Regions from separate parts of the Danio rerio genome. Here region 2 is linked to region 1. Evidence: chromatin contacts called from public Hi-C data. All regions are on one chromosome and are shown on one strand. Each heading gives the region's core, a stretch centred on a gene start, on an enhancer-like site or on the middle of the called end of the contact. The rest is flanking DNA. Distances are from core to core; before and after follow the strand shown. Region 1 holds the start of hcn2b (hyperpolarization activated cyclic nucleotide-gated potassium channel 2b). Region 2 overlaps polrmt (polymerase (RNA) mitochondrial (DNA directed)).

What was found. A called contact is a pair of places that touch in the nucleus more often than the background predicts.
Region 2: a contact with region 1 is called in a Hi-C map of hematopoietic stem cells, with 4 times the contacts expected there. The contact joins the enhancer-like site here to the promoter of hcn2b in region 1. A contact is called at or near these places in 2 of 18 Hi-C or Micro-C datasets (embryo and hematopoietic stem cells) and 1 of 4 datasets of contacts at active chromatin or transcription factors (embryo).

The regions. Positions count from the first base shown.
Region 1 is chr22:18,654,605-18,661,589 of GRCz12tu, reverse strand. It overlaps hcn2b (hyperpolarization activated cyclic nucleotide-gated potassium channel 2b), which reads right to left and starts at 3,842. Exons shown (of 8, transcript XM_680322.10): 1 at 3,044-3,842. The coding sequence starts at 3,744. It overlaps LOC141380308 (a long non-coding RNA gene), which reads left to right and starts at 2,837. Exons shown (of 2, transcript XR_012398130.1): 1 at 2,837-4,455; 2 at 4,510-6,985.
Region 2 is chr22:18,762,982-18,769,966 of GRCz12tu, reverse strand. It overlaps polrmt (polymerase (RNA) mitochondrial (DNA directed)), which reads left to right. Exons shown (of 21, transcript XM_005170522.5): 12 at 4,768-4,890. Among named protein-coding and RNA genes, the nearest start is that of polrmt, 42 kb to the left of the region's middle. Within about 2 kb of position 4,901, at least 3 of the 62 cell types and tissues checked have an H3K27ac peak or open chromatin away from gene starts, as enhancers often do.

The DNA.
Region 1 (6,985 bases), core at 2,593-5,092:
AATTCACCAAGTTTCTGACAATACATAAAATAGTTGTATTTTGCTCATCCTCCAATGATTGACAGGTTTAGGGGTGAGGTTTGAGGCTATGCCTGTTTTTAAAAAATCTTACATTTTCATACGAGTAAAACTGTACTAATATCTTATAAATTAGCCAGTTTTTAGACAATATGCAAAATAGTTGTAACTTACTCATCCTCCAATGAGGGTTTGAGGCTACACCTATTTTTTTATATATATATTTGTACTTGCTATGATTTCTTATTCACGTTAATATTATTGTATTTGACATTGTTATATAAAATTGAACTGCAAATTTTAAATAATTAATGTGGACCACAAAAGTAGATTAAAGTTGTGTGCATATATTTGTGGGAATGGCCAACAATACATTTTATTCAATATTCAGATGGATCAACCCATCTGTGGACATGCACATTAACAAAATTGTCCATCTAAATTGAAATCTGAAAACGCACTTTCTATTTGTTTTCAGTTAAATTCTCAGATTATGTCTCATGGTTGCCCACTGAAGCTAAGCAGGGCTGCGCCTGGTCAAAACCTGGATGGGAGACCCCATGGGAAAGCTTGGTTGCTGCCAGAAATGGTGTTAGTTGAGACAAGGGGTGCTCCATCTGTAGTCTGTGTGGGTCCTAACGCCCCAGTATGGTGAAGGTGACTCTATACCTTTCTTTGGTTGTGAAATATCCCAGGACGTCCTTTGAAAAATAGTAGGGGTTTAACCCTGGCCAAATTTGCCCACATGGCCTCCTAACCATACCCATTTCATAATTGGCTTCATCACTCTGTTTCCTCTCTACCAATCAGCTGGTGTGTGGTCTGCAGTCTGGCGCAATATGGCTGCCATCGCGTCATCCAGGTGGATGTGGCACACTGGTGGTGGATGAGGAGATTCCCCCCAATGTGTAAAGCGCTTTGAGTGTCTAGTAAAACATTATATAAATGTAAGGAACTATCATTATTATAATTATTATTTATAACTATTATTGTTAATTGCTTTTTAAAATGTTATTAGTAGTATCAAGGTGTCAACTATGTCTATATCTTAAACTTTGTGTACAGTAAACACCTGAAAGCTAGATATTTTACAAAAATCTCAACACTGTTCATTGAAATTTTGAAGATATATTGGGATCAAAAGTGTCACCTTGTGTGTAAATCATTTAATCTTCACCCAGTTACTATGATTTGTTGCAGTATACAGATGATGCACTAGATTTTTGATTCAAAATATATAAAATATCAGGAATATGTTTTGTTTCTAAATAACAACTTTGAGCACAATGGCTAAATCAATTTTCAACTCTTAGTTGCTACATTTTAAATGGCATAATGACCTAAATGTTTCCTTGTTTGTTAATTACTTTATATTGTTATAATGCTCTGTAAATTTGAACGCTTACCATAAATTTGTACAAGTGATTACTGAACTCTAGATATTTGTAAAAATTACGCAAATATCAGCACTTTAATTTCTGGTTAAATGAGCTTTAAAATGTTGATCCTGTTACTTAATTATTAATTAATAATTAATTAATTATTATTACTGTTACTTAGAAATTAAGTGCCTCCTAATTTGTTAATGTACTAATCGTAAATAGTCATGATGATTTAATGAAATAGGTCTATGCAAATTTTAGTGTTAACTCTGTTTCTGTTCTTTTTTTAAAGTGTAGAAATACTTCCTTGTTTCTTAATCACTACATTTTAATGTAACTTGTCAGAATGGGTTGATTTTAAATAAATATTTTTATCCTTATTATTGCACAGCTCTCAATTTTTTATTTATTAAACACAACTAAAAATTTGCAATTTTTTAGATGCAGTGGGCCCCCAAATATGATCATACTCATGCAAATGATCACCCTATTAAATTGTATTATTTTAAAACTTTCTTAAAGACCCAATTTATTCTGTGCAAAAATTTTATTCATGCTCTAAAATATTATTGGGAAAATATATACGCTTTATTATAATTTTTTTAATTGTATTTTATTTGTATTATTTACTTTATTTAATCTATTTATTTATTTCAAATGTTTGTATAATTCATTTAAATCCTATTTAATTATATTATTTATGATAAATTATTTTAGTATTTAATTTTTTTATTTCAAACGTTAGTATAATTTATTTGAATCCTACATAATTATATTATTGTATGTTAAATTATTTTATTATTTAAACAATTTATTATTTTATTTAATTATTTCAAATTTTTGTGTAATTTATTGAATCTTATTTATTTATGTTATTTTGTTAAATTATTTTATTATTTATTATTATTTTATGTATTTCAAATGTTTGTATAATTTATTTGAATCTTATTCAATTATATTATTTTATGTTAATTTATTTTATTATTTAAACAATTTATCATTTTATTTAATTATTTCACGTTTGTATAATTTATTTGAATCTTATTTTATTATTTATTTTATTATTATTATTTTGTTATTTTGTGTTAAATTATTTTATTATTTTCTTTATTTATTATTATAACTGTGTGCTTACCTGTCTTAATAACAAATGTTTATTTTTTAATTTTTTTATTCATTCATTCATTCATTCATTCATTGATTAATTGATTGATTGATTGATTGATTGATTGATTGATTGATTGATTGATTGATTGATTGATTGATTGATTGATTGATTGATAGCACTTTTTTATTTACAGGTTTGGACCAGTCTGAAAACCCCATACTTCATAAATCTCTGTTGATTCTGTGTAATAATGTCATAGCATCATAAGTACACCAAAAGTGTAATGGCATCATAAGCAGCTACCTCTTTTTTTTATTTTTTATTAATTACTTCACCTTAATATTATTATATTAATATTTATCAATACAGGATGATCTCATATACGTTTTACAAATAAATAAAATAATAATTCTCCTCTTTTTTTTTAAACCAGAAAGGCACCTGTTTTCTAAAATAACACCTGTGCATTGAAACGTGTGCATTTGCAACCAGGTATGGAGTCTCCAGTGGCGTCCCTCCATCTCATCAGCCCTACCTGAAATCACTGTACGGATGAATAATCCAATTGCCGGCGGATTTGACCCGTTCCTGCTCCTTCTCCACTGCCTTTTGGCTCCCAAACATACGCAGGGAGAATTTGTTGACCCCGGGCTGCAGCATGGCGCTAAACTGCCTCTGCATGTAAGTTTGATTGTCCCTGGCTTCCCCATCTTCCGCCGTGATCTGGCCATCCTCAGACTTGGAGAAGCTGACGGAATTGCCCGCTGGGTTGCTCGGACTCGGTCCGTGCGCAGGTGCGGCGCTGGAGAAGGACACCCTGGAGTCCTTCTTGTCCGCGGGAGGAGCGGCGGCGGCGGCAGGAGTGACCGAGCCGTCCATGCTGGAGGTGCTGGAGTGACATGCAGATGCTGGGAAGCCTCCACCTGTCTGCTTCTCCAGCTTGGAGAGGACTGAGCACACGCTGTCGTCTCTTCGGCAGTCTCCGTTGATCACGCATCTCATTCCGGTGGCATCCTCGCCGTCAGAATGAGCGCCGCTCCGGGAAGCGTCTCCGTGTCCGAGGAGCGCGGCGGATTCCGTGCTGCGTCCACATGAGGCGAAGTCCTTGTTGTTGGAGATCCTGCTGCTCGCTGCTCCCCCTCCTGGCGCTACAGTCTTCATCTTGGAGGAAGAGTCAAGGATGTCGCCCCTGCGAGTCTCTTTGTGGTCTTCATCGCCGTCCTCCGCTTCATCCATGACGGCGGCGAGGGAGCTTTGGGGTGAATCCTGACGCAGCCAGATTTTACGAAAGTGCAGACGCGGGCATGCGAGTGCCAATGTCACCAGACACAACTACAGCAGCCGCGTTGACATGGCTGCACTCGATCACTCCCTTACCTGGAAACGCATCACAAGCCATGAGTTCACATGATGAAGGCAGGAGGATGGCAACTATGTCTATGAGAAACTGGGGGAAAATGGTCCGAGTAATGAGACATTCACTCGTTGAATGTTAAATTCGCACAATTGGTTTAGTAGACTTCTGGAATATTTCTAAAGTTAATCAAAGTCAATGAATGACTTTGAAAAAAATTACAATTTTATAAATATAACTGTTTTTTTAATGTGAAATTAATCATTTTCGTTTTGACTGTGAACTTATTTGTTCATAGATTTAAAGATATTTTTATCATTAAGGACTTTTACACAAAAGAGCATAACTATAAACAACTATGATGTATCATATGTAGGGCTTGACATGAACTTTTTTGATCACCAGGCACTATGGCTAGTAGTTTTCCAATGCTACTAGCCACTCACTATTTTTACTAGCCACAATTTTGTTTTTGTGAAAATATATTTAATATGTATAAATTTGACTTTAACATGTTAAAATTACTTGTAATTTTACTTGATTTAAATTTTGTTTTATGTCCTCATAGCTGCTTGTTCATTTAACTTTTGTGTGTGTTGTGTATGACCTTGTTCAATAAGGATGAGCATTTATATATAAATAAATAGATTAATTTTATTTTACAGGAATTTTTAGGTCTCAACACTAAGATTTTACCATTTTTCTGGCTAAACTAAAATAATTATTTCCTTGCCACAAATTTTAAATATTGTGATAAAACAAGCAAAATATAGCTGTATAGATATACTTTTCATTCAACAAAAATATTCTTAAAAAAACAAAACAATTGACATTAAAAAATTATTTTCATGTATCTAAAACTATACACAGTAGTCTGTCCTGGCTGAAATTCCCAGATTACCAGTTAACTATATATAATCTCACATTAACGCAAAATTATAATTAAACCATATTAACATAAGTAACTGTAAGCAAAAGAAAGCCGGTGAAAAATATACTGTGTGTGATAATGAAAAGATGATCACACACAGACGGTTTTTAGGCTCATTATTAATCTGTTTAAAGAATGGTAAAAGTGAAAGCGGCAACTGCTGCTGTTTACATAAAATCTGGAGCTCTGAAAAGCAGCATAAATGTGGTTGCACGAGCACCGTTTTTTCCAGTCTATTTAAAAGAAAAACCAGTTGCGTTTTTAGGCACAGGTTGCTTTATGCAAGGAAATGGGATGCAGGGGCTTTTAGGCAACCATGCGCTTCACATCAGCTGTGCGTGCGACACCAAGGGTGTACTCACACTATGTACAGTTGCCTTGAACTGGCTCAAAGCACGCTTGCCCCCCTCCCATCTCCCCTGACTTCCCGCACTCACATTACATTTGGGCCTAGGCACGCTTACATCATCGATGATGCACTGTTCAGTAAGCGCTTTCGCTCAGCACAGTAGAGATTTCTTCAGTTATATCGTTTAAGTCGTTTTATATGCAGTGACGCAGTCAAATATTTTGCCGAACAGATCGGCCACTTTTGACACTGATAAACAATCATAAAGTCCTCGTGCATTAGGTGGTTTGCTGAAGGTGCAGCTGTCGCGCAGTGAGGGGTTTGCGTCTAATAATCTACGACAGTTTGCTTTCATTGAATAATGATTAATTAATCCATATGAAACAGTCCCTTAAAAGTCATGTCTCGCTTTCAGTTTCGGGTTCAAAAAAAAAATTTCTCAATTATTTAATTTCTCAATTATTAATTTTCTCAATTATTTTTGATCGTCCTAAGTGACTAGTGGGGGTGTCTGTCCAACACGCCACAGCTGAAATCTACCCGCATTTGGCGGGTAGACGGGTGTTAATGTTAACCCCTGATCATATGATATTATATGAGCTATTGAGCTATTTGAAGGTAGATTCTGATTGACTGTTGGTGTTTTTACCATTCAGCTGGGAAGCAATCCTACAGAAATTGATACTAGCAGTTTTCGTTTTAGTTGTACAACTTATTTACATGAAGAATTTCTAGAAAAATATCTTTATGATCAAGGCCTTCATGCTGAAAAGAGGACAGCTAACTATAAACAACTAGGCCTATATGGCTCCATAAAGATGTAGCACACCTGTCGCTTTAAAGGTTCCAGTCCTTCTAATTGGAAAAATATATATCGTGCAAAAAGAGAATCCAACATTTTTAATTTTAGTTGTATTTTAGATCTTATTTTTTATACTTAGAACTTTTTAGCACAGTAAATTTGTCATTAAGGCTCTTTCACACAAAGAGGATTGCTAACTGTAAACAACTTAACATATATTAGCTCCACACTGAAGTAGGATACCTGTCACTTTAAATGTTCAAGTTCTTTCATGATGGATTCTAATTGGCTGTTGGAGTTTTCACTTTTCATCAGATGGGGAAAAAAATTGCACGGAAATAAATCAAACTAATTTTTGTTTTAGTTGCAGAATTTTCATTCAACCACCAAGACTTTTTTTTCTTTACCAGAAATGACACGGGCTTCTCATAAAAGACAATAAGACATTGTACAAGAGAAATTGTGGAGAAAAATTGCTTCTCAGCTTTTATTTACATTTGAACAAAAAGTGTCATATCCAAAATGATTTGCATATTTCTCAATAATTAATATAAAAGCCTTTATTGGCTATTACAGCAATCAAATGCTTCCTATAAATCCTCAATTAGAATTATAATGTTCTATCTGAAGGTGACGCAGTATAGCGCAGTGGGTAGTGCTTTCGCCTCACAGCACAGTAGGCTAAATTGTCCGTGGTTAACAAGTGTGAATGAGTGTGTATAGATGTTTTCCAGTTATGGGTTGCATCTGGGAGAGCATCCACTGCAAAAAAAAAAGGCTGGATTCGTTAGCGGTTCATTCCGCTTTAACGACCCCAGATTAATAAAGGGACTAAGCCGAAAAGAAAATGAATTCTATCTGACATTTTTGTCAAAACTGAGTTATTGACATTTATTAATTAACAACTTATTTACATTATGGGATGTTTTTTTATAAGTTGTTTACATTTCAAGACTTTTTATTTAAAAAACAAATGTTACACATACTGTTTACTAAATGGAACGCAAAAACTTTGAAGCTCAATATCTCAAAATCATTCAG
Region 2 (6,985 bases), core at 3,652-6,151, 110 kb before region 1:
CGCCTGCTACACTGTGATTTCTCCAAAACAAACACTTAAATGTGTGGAAACTTAATCAATGGGGTTGGGAGTCACTCTGTTCATTCGAGTGACGTGTGGGTGGGTTTAACAGCACCAGTTTTACATTTTATAAATTACTTTATGTACCTTTTCTTTATTAAGGGGGAGGAGAGATTTCTGCTTCATTTTTCAAATGATTAATAAAATGAATAAATCATCAGGCTGCAACATTAATATTATTAGCTGGAATGTTAAGTCCTTAAATCACCCTGTTAAGCGGAAAAGTGTACTTTTGCATTTAAAACAACTTAAAGTAGGGATTGCTTTTCTTCAGGAAACGCATTTGCGTAAAATAGATCATTTTAGGTTAAAATGTGATTGGGTGGGTCAATTATATCACTCTAATTTTAATTCTAAATCTAGGGGAACAGCAATCCTTATTGAAAAAAATGTCCCATTTGAGGCCTCGATGGTAAAAGCAGACCCTGCAGGTCGCTTCATCATTGTTATTGGCAAACTTTATAATATCTCAGTCATCTTAGCTAATGTGTACGCACCAAATTATGATGACAGTGTTTTCTTTACAAATATCTTCTCTAAACTAGCAAATTTGGACACACACTCTTTGATATTAGGAGGAGATATGAATTGTGTAATGTCATCCTTAGATCGTAGTTCAGTTAAAACTACTCCCTCGTCAAAGTCAGCTGAGGCCATTAAAACATTTATAGATACATATGGGGTATCAGATATTTGGCGATTTCGTAATCCTGTGTCTAGAAGCTATTCTTTTTTCTCATCTGTCCATCAGACATATTCCCGCATAGACTACTTTTTTCTAGATAATAATCTTATACCTCTGATTAGCTATTGTGAATATTGTGCCATTGTTATCTCTGACCATGCCCCTTTATTAATGACGCTGTGCATCCCAGTCACACTTGACAAATATTGTCCCTGGCGTTTAAATACATTACTGCTTTCAGATGAAACATTTACTAACTTGATATCCTCTAAAATTAAAATATTTCTTGAACTTAATCAAACACCAGAAACATCTTTCTCAGTAATATGGGAAGCTATGAAAGCATATTTAAGAGGAGAGATAATATCCTATAGTTCCTATATTAGAAAAAAACAAAGAGTCAGGCTTGAGGAATTAACCAATGCTATAATTAAATTAGATGCCACACTAGCCCTTACACCATCACCCACCCTAAATAAACAAAGATTATCGCTTCAAACTGAATATAATCTTCTAAACACCAAACATATTGAGAATTTATTAAATAAAACACGTTATAGAATATACGAACATAGTGAGAAGACGGGTAGAATTTTAGCTCATCAGTTAAGACAAAAAGCAGCAGATCGCACTATTACCCAAATAATAGATCAATTAGGCCAAAAACATACAGAGCATCAGCAGATTAATCAATGTTTTTATGAGTTTTACTCAAAATTATACAAGTCAGAATCTCCTAAGGACCCAAATTTGCTCTCATCTTTTTTTGATAAAATTACTATTCCTTCAATTGATAAAGAGACTGCAGCCGAACTTGAGGCCCCTTTTTCAGTTCAAGAAATAAATGCCTCAATATTGTCAATGCAAAACTCTAAGTCACCTGGACCTGATGGGTTTCCGAGCGAATTCTATAAAAAATTTAGGAATGACTTAGCTCCACTGTTGTCAAATGTATTTGGGGAAGCATTTTATTCTGGGACTCTTCCTCCAACTATGCAACAAGCAGTCATAACGCTTATCCTCAAGGAAAATAAAGACCCTCTCGAATGTGGCTCTTATCGCCCAATCTCTCTTCTCAATGTAGACAGCAAAATCCTGGCCAAAATGTTAGCTCGTAGGCTGGAAAACGTTCTGCCTTCTGTAATATCGAGTGATCAAACTGGGTTCATTAAAAACCGGCAACTATTTTTCAATATACGAAGACTCTTAAGTATTCTTTATGATCCCACTCCGTCTAATACTTCTGAGGTACTACTATCGCTTGATGCTGAGAAAGCATTTGACAGGGTGGAGTGGGACTTTCTTTTTTATGTTTTGGAAAAATTTGGGTTTGGTTCAAAATTTATTCATTGGATTAAAATAATTTATAACTCACCGGTGGCGGCAGTGCGAACAAATAATAATCTATCTCCTTTTTTTTCTTTACAACGTGGTACTAGACAGGGCTGCCCATTATCTCCTCTTTTATTTGCATTGGTAATCGAACCACTAGCCGTGGCTATACGAGAGAATACTCTAATTAAGGGAATATATAAAGGGAATGTTGAACACAAAGTTTCTTTGTACGCAGATGACATGCTTGTATACTTATCTCATCCACTTACAAGCTTGCCAGCACTGATTGGACTTTTAAATGATTTCGGGAAAATTTCGGGTTATAAAATTAATATTAAGAAAAGTGAACTTATGCCGGTGAATTGTACAGCTTACACAACATTATCTAACTCATTTGCGTTTAAAATAAGTACCGAGAAAATTAAATACTTGGGTGTCTGGGTTACTCATAAATATCATAAACTTTATAATGCTAACTTTAGCCCACTTATACATAACTTAAAACAAGATCTTGATCGTTGGAACCTGCTTTCTTTATCTTTAGGAGGTAGAATTAACACTGTTAAGATGAATATACTGCCTAGACTGCTATTTTTATTTCAGTGTCTTCCAATTTTTTTAACCAAGTCTTTCTTTAACAACATAGACTCCCTTATATCTGATTTCATCTGGAATAGGAAAATACCTCGCATGCGTAAAAATTTATTACAAAGACACTGCTCTTTTGGTGGGTTATCTCTCCCAAATTTCCAACATTATTATTGGGCTTCTAACATTAAATTTATGTTGTATTGGATTAACCCTTCTGATAATCCCACATGGTTACAACTAGAAAAGGCTTCTTGTAAATTTGCATTATCTTCTTTACTCTGTTCTAAGATTCCTCTTCCTGATCCAATATCTAGATACTCTCCGAATCCAATTGTTAAAACATCTTTTAAAATATGGCACCAATTTAGACGAGCTTTATCATTTACTGATCTATCCATGCAGGCCCCTATTATAAAAAATCATATGTTTACTCCTTCGATTGCAGATGCTACATTTAATTGCTGGATAGAAAAAGGGCTCACCACACTGAATGATTTATATAGCGATTCCAATTTCATGTCCTTCAACCAAATAAGAACAAAATACAATATCCCTAAAACACATTTCTTTAGATATCTACAGATCCGCAGTTTTATGATTTCTAATACAGTAGATTTTCCAACTTTACCTACAGAAACATTACTTGACACCATTTTAAAAACCAATCCAGTTCTCAAAGGTAATATAGGTGTGATTTACTCTTTTATCTCCTCACAAAATCTAACTTCAGTAACAAAGTCGAAACAACAATGGGAAAATGAACTTGAGTTGACCCTCTCGAGGAAATTTGGCTAGACATTATAAATAAGATTCATTCAACTTCAATTTGTTTGCGACATACAATTATTCAGTTTAAAGTGGTCCATCGCCTTCATTGGACAAAAGCAAAATTAGCAAAATTTTTACCAACTATAAATCCCCTATGTAATAGATGTGACGTAGAAATAGCTAATCACACACACATGCTTTGGTCATGCTCTAAAATTACCAAGTTCTGGCAATTAATATTTAATTTTTTTTTCAAATGTTTTACATGTAACAATTGACCCTTGCCCTGTTACAGGAATATTTGGTTTAATAACAGATCCCGGTTTAGACAATAATACCAAAAGCATGATTTCTTTTTCAACATTAATTGCTAGACGTCTTATACTGCTCAAATGGAAGGACAAATTTCCTCCAACTTTTAATCATTATATTAGGGACCTTATGTACCATCTTACAATGGAGAAGATTCGGTACTCTACCAAAGGTTGCAGCCAAAAATTTCATCTTATTTGGCAGCCAGTGTTGACATATATAAAACAAATGGATCAAAACTTAATTTTTTCAGTTTGACCATTATTTATGGGTTTCTCACATTTTTTTCCCTCCATTTTATTTGACTACATTTTAATTTCTATCTAAATTATTTAATTTCTTTGTTTTACATTTGCTAAGCCTATTGTGACTCGTTGTGTGCGTATATATGTACAATAGATGAGTGAACATATAATGGAACTTTTGTCTATTTGTATTGTATGTATGTATATATTGCGACAGAATGTAAAACAGATTAAAAATAGGCATAACATATTGTTTATAAACGGTGCTGTGGGGTGGGGGGGCTCTGTTGGAGCAAAGATCATTTTTCTCTGTTTTTCAATTACTTTTGAAATTGATGTTTTATTGACCAAAATGTTAATAAAAAGATTTGAAAAAAAAAAAAAAAAAAAAAAAAAAAAGAAGCTTAGTCATCTCAAACTTTTCACCAATAGTGTATAGTTTGAGCAGTTTTACAGATGGGGTGTGTTCACAAATAAACTAAAATTGTTATTATTATTATTTACTTTAATAATTACTTAGATAGATAGATAGATAGATAGATAGATAGATAGATAGATAGATAGATAGATAGATAGATAGATAGATAGATAGATAGATAGATAGATAGATTTACATGTTTAAACATACATTTTTGAAAACTTGTAATACATATAAACATCTACAGTGCCTATTATAATCGCTCAACAGGGTAAATATGTTGATGACAATTACTTTATTTTTTTACCGTGTTCACCTGCAGAGTTTGTGTTTGTCTTGTGTTTGTCTGTCAGGACGGATCGTGTAATGGCCTCCAGCACTATGCTGCCCTCGGGCGGGATGTGATCGGCGCTACCTCAGTGAACCTCATGCCCTGTGCTCTTCCTCAGGACGTGTACAGTGGTGTGGCTAAGCAGGTCAGTCTGTGGCACCAGGGGGCGGCAGTGCCTCTCCATGCCCTCCAGAGCTGTGTGTTTTCAAGCCTGTGTTTGACTTCAGATGCACCACTGTTTAATCAATAAGACTCAGATAACACTTCAGTGACCACCCAATCACACAAGTAGCTTTCTTATAAGTTCATTTAATATCTGCCCTAGTATAATTTTATGACTTGGACTCTCAAAAAATATATATAGCTTAGAGGGGCTAATAATTGACCTTAAAATGGTGTTTAAAAAATAAAACTGTTTTGTTCTATTCCAAATAAAACAAATAGGACCTCCTCCAGAAAAAAAATATGATCCGACATACTGTGAATATGCCCTTGCTCTGTTAAACATCATTTGGGAAATATTTAAAAAAGAAAAAATTTTCAAAGAGAGCTAATAATTCTGACTTCAGCTGCATATTTATAAATGATCATATTGTTATTATTATTATAACCATAGTACTATACTTCAAACTATTGTATAGTAGTATTATAGTGTTAATATTTATATTTTATATATTATACAAATGATATTTATATTTATACATTAACCTTTACTAATAGTCATAATACTACTAATAGTACTACTACTAATAAATATAATAACGTATAAAACTTAAATATTAAAACAATAAGCTAAAAACGATAAGTAAACAAGTCTGTTTACTATATAAATAGTCATTTGTAATTGTTCATTATAATTGATATATTTTGTTGCTTCCTAACAGTTTGTTATTTTTGAGCATATTATTAATTATTTTAAACAATTTTATATTGTCATATTTATTATTTTAATTGTAAAAACATCAATTATCAAATTAAATTATAGTAACTAATAAAGTAATTTTAATAATTATAATAATCATTTCTAATTATAATAAAATATTACACATGAAAAAATATTCAAAATAATCACATTATGAATTAAATGTAATTATATAAAATTATTTAAATAGTAATACTATAAATAATAACAAATATTAATAATAATTTCTGTGTATAATTGTTAATATTTATGTAGCTGTAACTTGTGCATGCTGTTTTTGTTATTGTAGTAAATTATACAATATATGCATTTATATCATTATTTAGTATTGATATATTTACTACAATTACTGAAACCAGACAAAACATAAACGCTTTAATATACAATTAGAATAGCTATAGCGAATGTATTTATTATTTATTTTAATATGTAATGTTATGTTTCATAATTACCAATTTTAGTTAGGATGTATCATAATGAAATAAAATACTATCATTTAAAATTATGTAATTCAGTGTTATTAATAACGTGTAATCACCGATAATATTTCTCATTTATTTTTATTTTTCTACTTCTCTACTGAAGTCTGAATCAAATCTGAATATTGATCTAATAATAATCTCTCAGTTCCTCATCTCAGAGCTCCAGTTTTCTTTTCTTGGAAGTCTGAGTGTATTTTTTTTTCCGAGAACACAATCTGAGATACATCGACCTCCCTATCGATTTGCCTATATTTAGGAACACAGTATATGCTCTAAATACACCATTCTATGCTGTTCTTTCCAAAAGCCATCTGCTGAGTCAAAGTTTGGCCTAAACAGCTTCATTGTGCTTCAGTTTTGGTAGGCTAAGCTCTCCAGAGCCCTAATAAGACTATCAACAACTTTTTACACCTCATCTGTGTGTGTGTGTGTGTGTGTGTGTGTGTGTGTGTGTGTGTGTGTGTGTGTGTGTGTGTGTGTGTGATTAATGAAGCTGCTCCTCCTTTATGCAGATCAGGATATTTTTAGCTGACGGTTAAGGACAGTTTGGCTGATTCTGTTATTAGGGATTTTGTTTCTGAATTACAGCTATTAATGTGTCAGAGAGCGTTGATTCTCAATCAGGGGTCTCTTGCGTCCTTGACAGTTTAAAAGTTTAAATATGATGATGAATAAAGCGGTCATGATTGGTGCATTATTTTTGGTACTATGTATGGTGCACAGCTAAATTGCTTAAATGTGTAGATTTTATGATTTTTTTTATTATTACTATTTATTTATTTTTAATATTAATATTACTATGTCCTTATTATTATGTGCTTAATATATTGTAGTCA